Regions from separate parts of the Sus scrofa genome. Here region 1 is linked to region 2. Evidence: chromatin contacts called from public HiChIP or PLAC-seq data. All regions are on one chromosome and are shown on one strand. Each heading gives the region's core, a stretch centred on a gene start, on an enhancer-like site or on the middle of the called end of the contact. The rest is flanking DNA. Distances are from core to core; before and after follow the strand shown. Region 1 overlaps ZC3H11A (zinc finger CCCH domain-containing protein 11A). Region 2 has its middle 16 kb from the start of ATP2B4.

Region 1 (3,080 bases), core at 132-2,631, 220 kb after region 2:
AAGACAGTTTAGATTACAACAGCATACCTCATTTCCTGTTTTCTTGTCAGACCCATACAGATTTAAAAAAAATTTTTTTTTTTTTTTTTGATTCTCCAGGCCAGGGTTTGGCAAATCTGATCTTCCACTTGTTCTATGAAATAAAGTTTTGTTGTAATGAAGCCATGCCCATTTGTTTATGTATTTTCTATGGTCAGATTTTCTGCTACTATTGCAAAGTTGAGTAGTTGAGACAGAGTTCTACAAGGCCTAAAATATTTACTATATACTTTTTTACAAAAAAATATTTACTAGCCCTTCCCTGCGGTGTAATCTAAAACATAACTCACTTTCTACCAGAAGCTCGTATTTATTTCTAAAGTTCCTTTTGAAGTAATTTCCTAGTGGAACGATGGGTCGTTTAAAAGCTGTGTTTGCTTTATGATTAAAATTCCATAGTTGTATATTTTCATCTATCATTAAGAAAAAAAAGTAGGTTCACAAAACCTTTTTGGTTTGGTTCAAAAGTGTTAGCAGAGTTCCCGCCATGGCTCAGCAGTTAACAAATCTGACTAGAATCCACGAAAGCAGGTTCCATCCCTGGCCTCTCTCAGTGGGTTAAGGATCTGGCATTGCTGTGAGCTGTGGTGTAGGTTGCAGATGAGGCTCAAATCCTGTATTGCTGTGGCTGTGGTGTAGTTCAGCAGCTATAGCTCTGATTCCATCCCTAATCTGGGAACCTCCATATGCCATAGGTGTGGCCCTAAAAAGCAAAAAAAAAAAAAAGTATTACCTACTATCTCTTTTAAAAGCTCTTCTTGATCAGAAAGCCTAGAATTTCAATATTAAATGTTTAGAATTTGTGAATAGTTACTATGCATCTAGCTTCCTGTTTATTCTCTATATTGAATGCCGACTTTGTATGTGTTTACATATAGTGAATGGTTGTTAGCCAGGAAAGCCACATTTTCAAAGCTCCCTGGAAGTTTAGAACCTAATTGGGAAAATGTGGAAATTTGAAAGTAAATTTTTAATTAAAAGATACAAATTAAAATAAAAAGACAATGCTCCTAAGGAAAATCCCCAAACCTATCATAGGTGGTCAGGGATTTTTGATGAATTGGGACTGTATCTTCTTGTATGTTCTACTGTTTTTTTGTTTTGTTTTGTTTGCTTTTTCACAGCCATAGCCACAGCACATGGAAGTTCCCAGGCTAGGGGTCAGATCGGAGCTACAACCGCTAGCCGATACCACACCCACAGCAACAGGGGATCCAAGTCATGTCTGCCCCCTACACCACAGCTCACGACAAAGCTGGATCCTTAACCCACTGAGTGAGGCCAGAGGTCAGACCTGCCTCCTCATGGATCCCAGCTGGGTTTGTTAGCCACTGAGCCATGAAGGGAACTCCTGTGTCTTCTACTTTTAATTTATGACTGTCTTTGTATGTGTAGCTGTGTTGCCCACTGTGCCTGAGTCACCAGAAGAGGAAGTGAAAGCTAGCCAGCTCACAGTTCAACAGAACAAATTGTCTGTCCAGTCTAATCCCTCTCCTCAGCTGCGAAGTGTTATGAAAGTAGAAAGTTCAGAAAATGTTCCTAGCCCTACACATCCGCCAGTGGTAATCAATGCTGCAGATGATGATGAAGATGATGATGGTAAGTTTTAGTTCTTTCTTTAAAGGAAGTAAATGATCAGGGTAACTTACTGATTTAGACAGAATTCAACTTGAAGATCTAGGCCTATTCTTAATTGAAAATTTGCCTTAAATTTTGATAATGTAGATCAGTTTTCTGAGGAAGGTGATGAAACCAAAACACCTACCCTGCAGCCAACTCCTGAAGTTCATAACGGATTACGAGTGGCTTCTGCTCGAAAACCTGGGGTCAATTTAAAACAAGGTAAGAAATGGCTATATTGATGCTAGTTCCTGCTCATAAATCCTACAGTGCTGTTGAATGTGTGTAAATACCTGTTTTTTAAATACCTCTGAACTTTAGTTCATAATTACCACCCCCTTCCTCTTCCCTGCTCCCATTATACTCACACACCTACTTACACATACTTTCTCTTATTCATTCAGAAAACATTTGCATGCCAGCCATGTACAGATAAAATGCAAAGGTGAAATGGTGCTAGTTCCTCACACAGTTGCTGTTTGCATTTCTAGGTGAATGTTTGAATTTCGGAATAAAAACTCTTGAGGAAATTAAATCAAAGAAAATGAAGGAGAAATCCAAGAAGCAAGGTGGTGAGTTATCAGGAGTTTTGACCTGGAGGGTTGAATGTTGTTAGAGAACAAGGATACTTCTGATAATAAGGACACTTGGCACCAACCAAAATGAGCAAACAGTTTTTGATTTTTGTAGTTTATAAATTAAACTCGGATTTATTTTAATGATGGTTGCTTTTTTAATTCATTACAGCTGTGTTTCAGTCCCTAAATATTCTAGACATTTAGAATAAACTGAAAGAACTTATTTTGAGAAATAACTCTAAAGAACAGCATATAAACTGTTATTAAAAATAGAAAAGTTTATTTTATGGTAGGTGAGCTCTTCCTTAAGAACAGCTAGGCTTTTCTTCTGGTGCTTGCCTTAGCTTAATCTGTATTTCTGACCTTAAAAGTTACAGATAAAGTGTAAAATGTAGTATTTTAGAGATAATCAGATGATTGGGTCTAAGTACCTTCTTGCTGAAGCTTGTTCTTTAGGAACCTTGGAGTTGTGTTTTCCAGATGATTAATTATAGATAGAGAAGATTGAATTGATACGCCTAATGTAGCTCTTGTGCTTCTGAGGTTACCTTTAGAATAATGTTAGCCTTATTAGTATATAAAAGTAGATTGAATGCCTAAGTCAGTCAAAACAGTTTCATGTTTTATATTCACTTTGTGCCAAGGGCAGGTAAGAAATAAGATTATCTCCCCTTCCCCTGCCCCATTTCCCTGTAGGCAGACAAAATGAAGACGGATTGGCTTTTGTAGTCCAGTGGTCCGTATTGGACTTATCTGGTCACAGAGACGAAATTTCTTGATTTGTGAAAGCTTTACTTTCCATAAATTACTTACTCTTCTTTGACTTGATTTATTCAGAAGGTT
Region 2 (2,700 bases), core at 94-2,593:
CACCAGTGAGACATTAATGACCAGAAAGAAGGAAGACTTTCATCATCAGGTCTGGGTTCCCTTGGCTGCCAAGAGCTGCTGATCGCCTCTGCCCAATGTCTCCTGCAATTGTCCTTCCTTTTCTCTTCTGCTGTCCTCCCTGGAGGTGTCTCAAGGTGACATTGTGGCAAAAACCTCCTAACTGGTCCTCACAGCTTTGGCCTTGCTTCTTTCTACTCACTGCTCTTGAATTCATCTTCCTAAAACACTCCTATAGGAGTTCCCGTCATGGCTCAGTGGTTAACGAATCCGACTAGGAACCATGAGGTTGTGGGTTCGATCCCTGGCCTTGCTCAGTGGGTTAAGGATCCAGCGTTGCTGTGAGCTGTGGTGTAGGTTGCAGAAGCGGCTTGGATCCAGAGTTGCTATGGCTCTGGCGTAGGCCGGTGGCTACAGCTCCAATTAGACCCCTAGCCTGGGAATCTCCATATGCCGCAGGAGGGGCCCTAGAAAAGGCAAAAAGACAAAAAATAAATTTAAAAAAATTAAAGAAATAAAAAAAACACTCCTATAGCCCCTCTGTTTCCTGCTTGACACCTTCAGTGATTCCCCATTGCCTAAGAGATAAGGTTCAAGCTGATGAAGTCTGACACAGAGGGAGAAACAACTTCAGAAGCAAGAGAATCCTGGCCCTGAATTTAATGGGCAGGTTACTGCAGCTTCTCTGTGTGTCAGTTTCTTCATCTGTAAAATGAGGCCAATTGTACTGACATTCTACTACTGTGGTTCCACTTTAAGATACATATAAGGCACTGTGCCTTGCCTGTGGAAGTCATTCTGTCTACATTAGCCTCCTTCCGCTTTCCCCGGTGTTACTTCCCTCCACATCTCCTCCCAAGAGGCACCCCCCACCCTAGGGATTCTGGCAGACGGACACTGACAACCAACGCATCACATTTAGATGGGCCAGGAGGGCACGGAGAAGAAGGCAAAGGGGTCTGGGATGATAAGCAGGCTTCTGACACATCAGGCATAAGGCTTCAAGTGCTGTGGGCATGGGGGGCTCTGGAAAGGCAGAAAGCACACCCTGAGATGAGAACACTTGTTCTTGATATAGAAGAAAGGCTTTTTTAGGTAACTGAGCCCATCACTTAAACGGCCTTGGCTCAGACCTTGGGAGACCTAGTCCGTGTTCTTTCAAAGAAGAAACTAAAACCAAAAAACCAACCAACCAAACAACAACAACAACAAAAAACCCAGGCAACATGAGCTCTGGCAGCCAGGAGGCCCAAGGAACACTGGCACATGGGGCCAGTGGGCGCAGCAACATCAAGATGACTTCATTTTCCGAGTTATCAAAAGCCACAATGTCTGCCAAGAAAGAGCATGAGTCACCAGGACCCACAGGAAGGAGGGCCAGGGATGGTGTGGGGTGGGGTGGGCAGCATGACATAAAGAGAAAAGCAAGTGTCTTGAGGATACACAGGTTCAAGTCCTGACATAATTTTGGGGCCTTAAACTCTCTGAGCCTCAACTTCCTTGTCTTTAAAAACCAAGGAGAATCTAAATGCCAATTGCATAACATTTGGGGGGATTAAATGAGTTAATCTGGGTAAAAGACTAGTTATATATGGTTACCTTTTTTTTTTCTTTTGTCTTTTTAGGGCCACACCCTTGGTATATGGAGGTTCCCAGGCTAGGGGTCTATTTGCCAGCCTACACCACAGCCACAGCAATGCCAGATCCGAGCCTCATCTGAGACCTACACCACAGCTCACGGCAACCCCAGATACTTAACCCAGTGAGCGAGGCCAGGGATCAAAGCAGTACCTCACCATTCCTAGTTAGATTCATTTCCACTGTGCCAAGACAGGAACTCCTGGTTCCTTATTTTTGACAGCTGAGTTCTTAATTTCCCCTGAAGTTAGAGAAGGAAGGGTCACATCCTCTCTTCTTCTTCCACTGCCCCTGACAAGGACCCTTGGCTTCAAATCAGATCTTCTCCATGGGGATTTTTACCTGAAGCTCAGGACTCCCTGAGTTCCAGACCCACTTGGTTCAGATCCTTGAAAACTTCAAGACCTGCATCAATGCGGATGGACTTTCCCTAACAACCCCACTGCCCCGTCATCACCCCTTCCTCAGAACACCCACAGCACTTCCCTTCTGATTCAAGCAACAACAAATCAGAGACTGTTCTGGGATATTCCTGTGTCATCCACATCTCATTTTATTATGCTGTTGGGTAATTTTCATGGGCGTAAGTCTTTACACACAACCCCACAATAGCCTTTTCATAATTCTTCCTGAAGCTATAACAAAACTAGGCATGTGCTTGATCCTAAAGCTATGTTGAATGAGCTGAGCTTAGAGCATTAGGCTAATGAGATCAGGGCTTAGGGTCCAGTCTCTTGATGATTCTCAGAGTCCAGGCCGCCCAGGCTGCCCTGTGCTGGTCAATCAGGATGGAAAGAGTGGGTATGAATGAACCTCCCACCCCTGCAGCCAGAACAAAGAAACTTGCCTTGCAGAGGGGGCTCAGAACCTTTTCCACCTTCACCTTACGGCTTTCCGTGATACTGATCTAGTTCAAGATGACTAGGGCCTTGTAGGAGAGGAAATAACGAGATAGAACCAGATGGAGACAGCAATACAGATGCTGCTGCTCAGGCTGGGGCTAGAAAAAACCTCAAGCAGGCTAGGACCAGAGTCCCAAACAAG

What was found. HiChIP or PLAC-seq counts read pairs in DNA pulled down with a chosen protein or histone mark.
Region 1: a contact with region 2 is called in an H3K27ac HiChIP or PLAC-seq map of alveolar macrophages. The contact joins two enhancer-like sites.

The regions. Positions count from the first base shown.
Region 1 is chr9:64,535,415-64,538,494 of Sscrofa11.1, forward strand. It overlaps ZC3H11A (zinc finger CCCH domain-containing protein 11A), which reads left to right. Exons shown (of 19, transcript XM_005656653.2): 7 at 1,435-1,638; 8 at 1,765-1,881; 9 at 2,151-2,231; 10 at 3,075-3,080. Among named protein-coding and RNA genes, the nearest start is that of ZC3H11A, 18 kb to the left of the region's middle. Within about 2 kb of position 1,382, at least 16 of the 83 cell types and tissues checked have an H3K27ac peak or open chromatin away from gene starts, as enhancers often do. A contact at or near this core is called in alveolar macrophages, where this site is marked.
Region 2 is chr9:64,319,113-64,321,812 of Sscrofa11.1, forward strand. No RefSeq gene overlaps it. Among named protein-coding and RNA genes, the nearest start is that of ATP2B4, 16 kb to the right of the region's middle. Within about 2 kb of position 1,344, at least 7 of the 83 cell types and tissues checked have an H3K27ac peak or open chromatin away from gene starts, as enhancers often do. A contact at or near this core is called in alveolar macrophages, where this site is marked.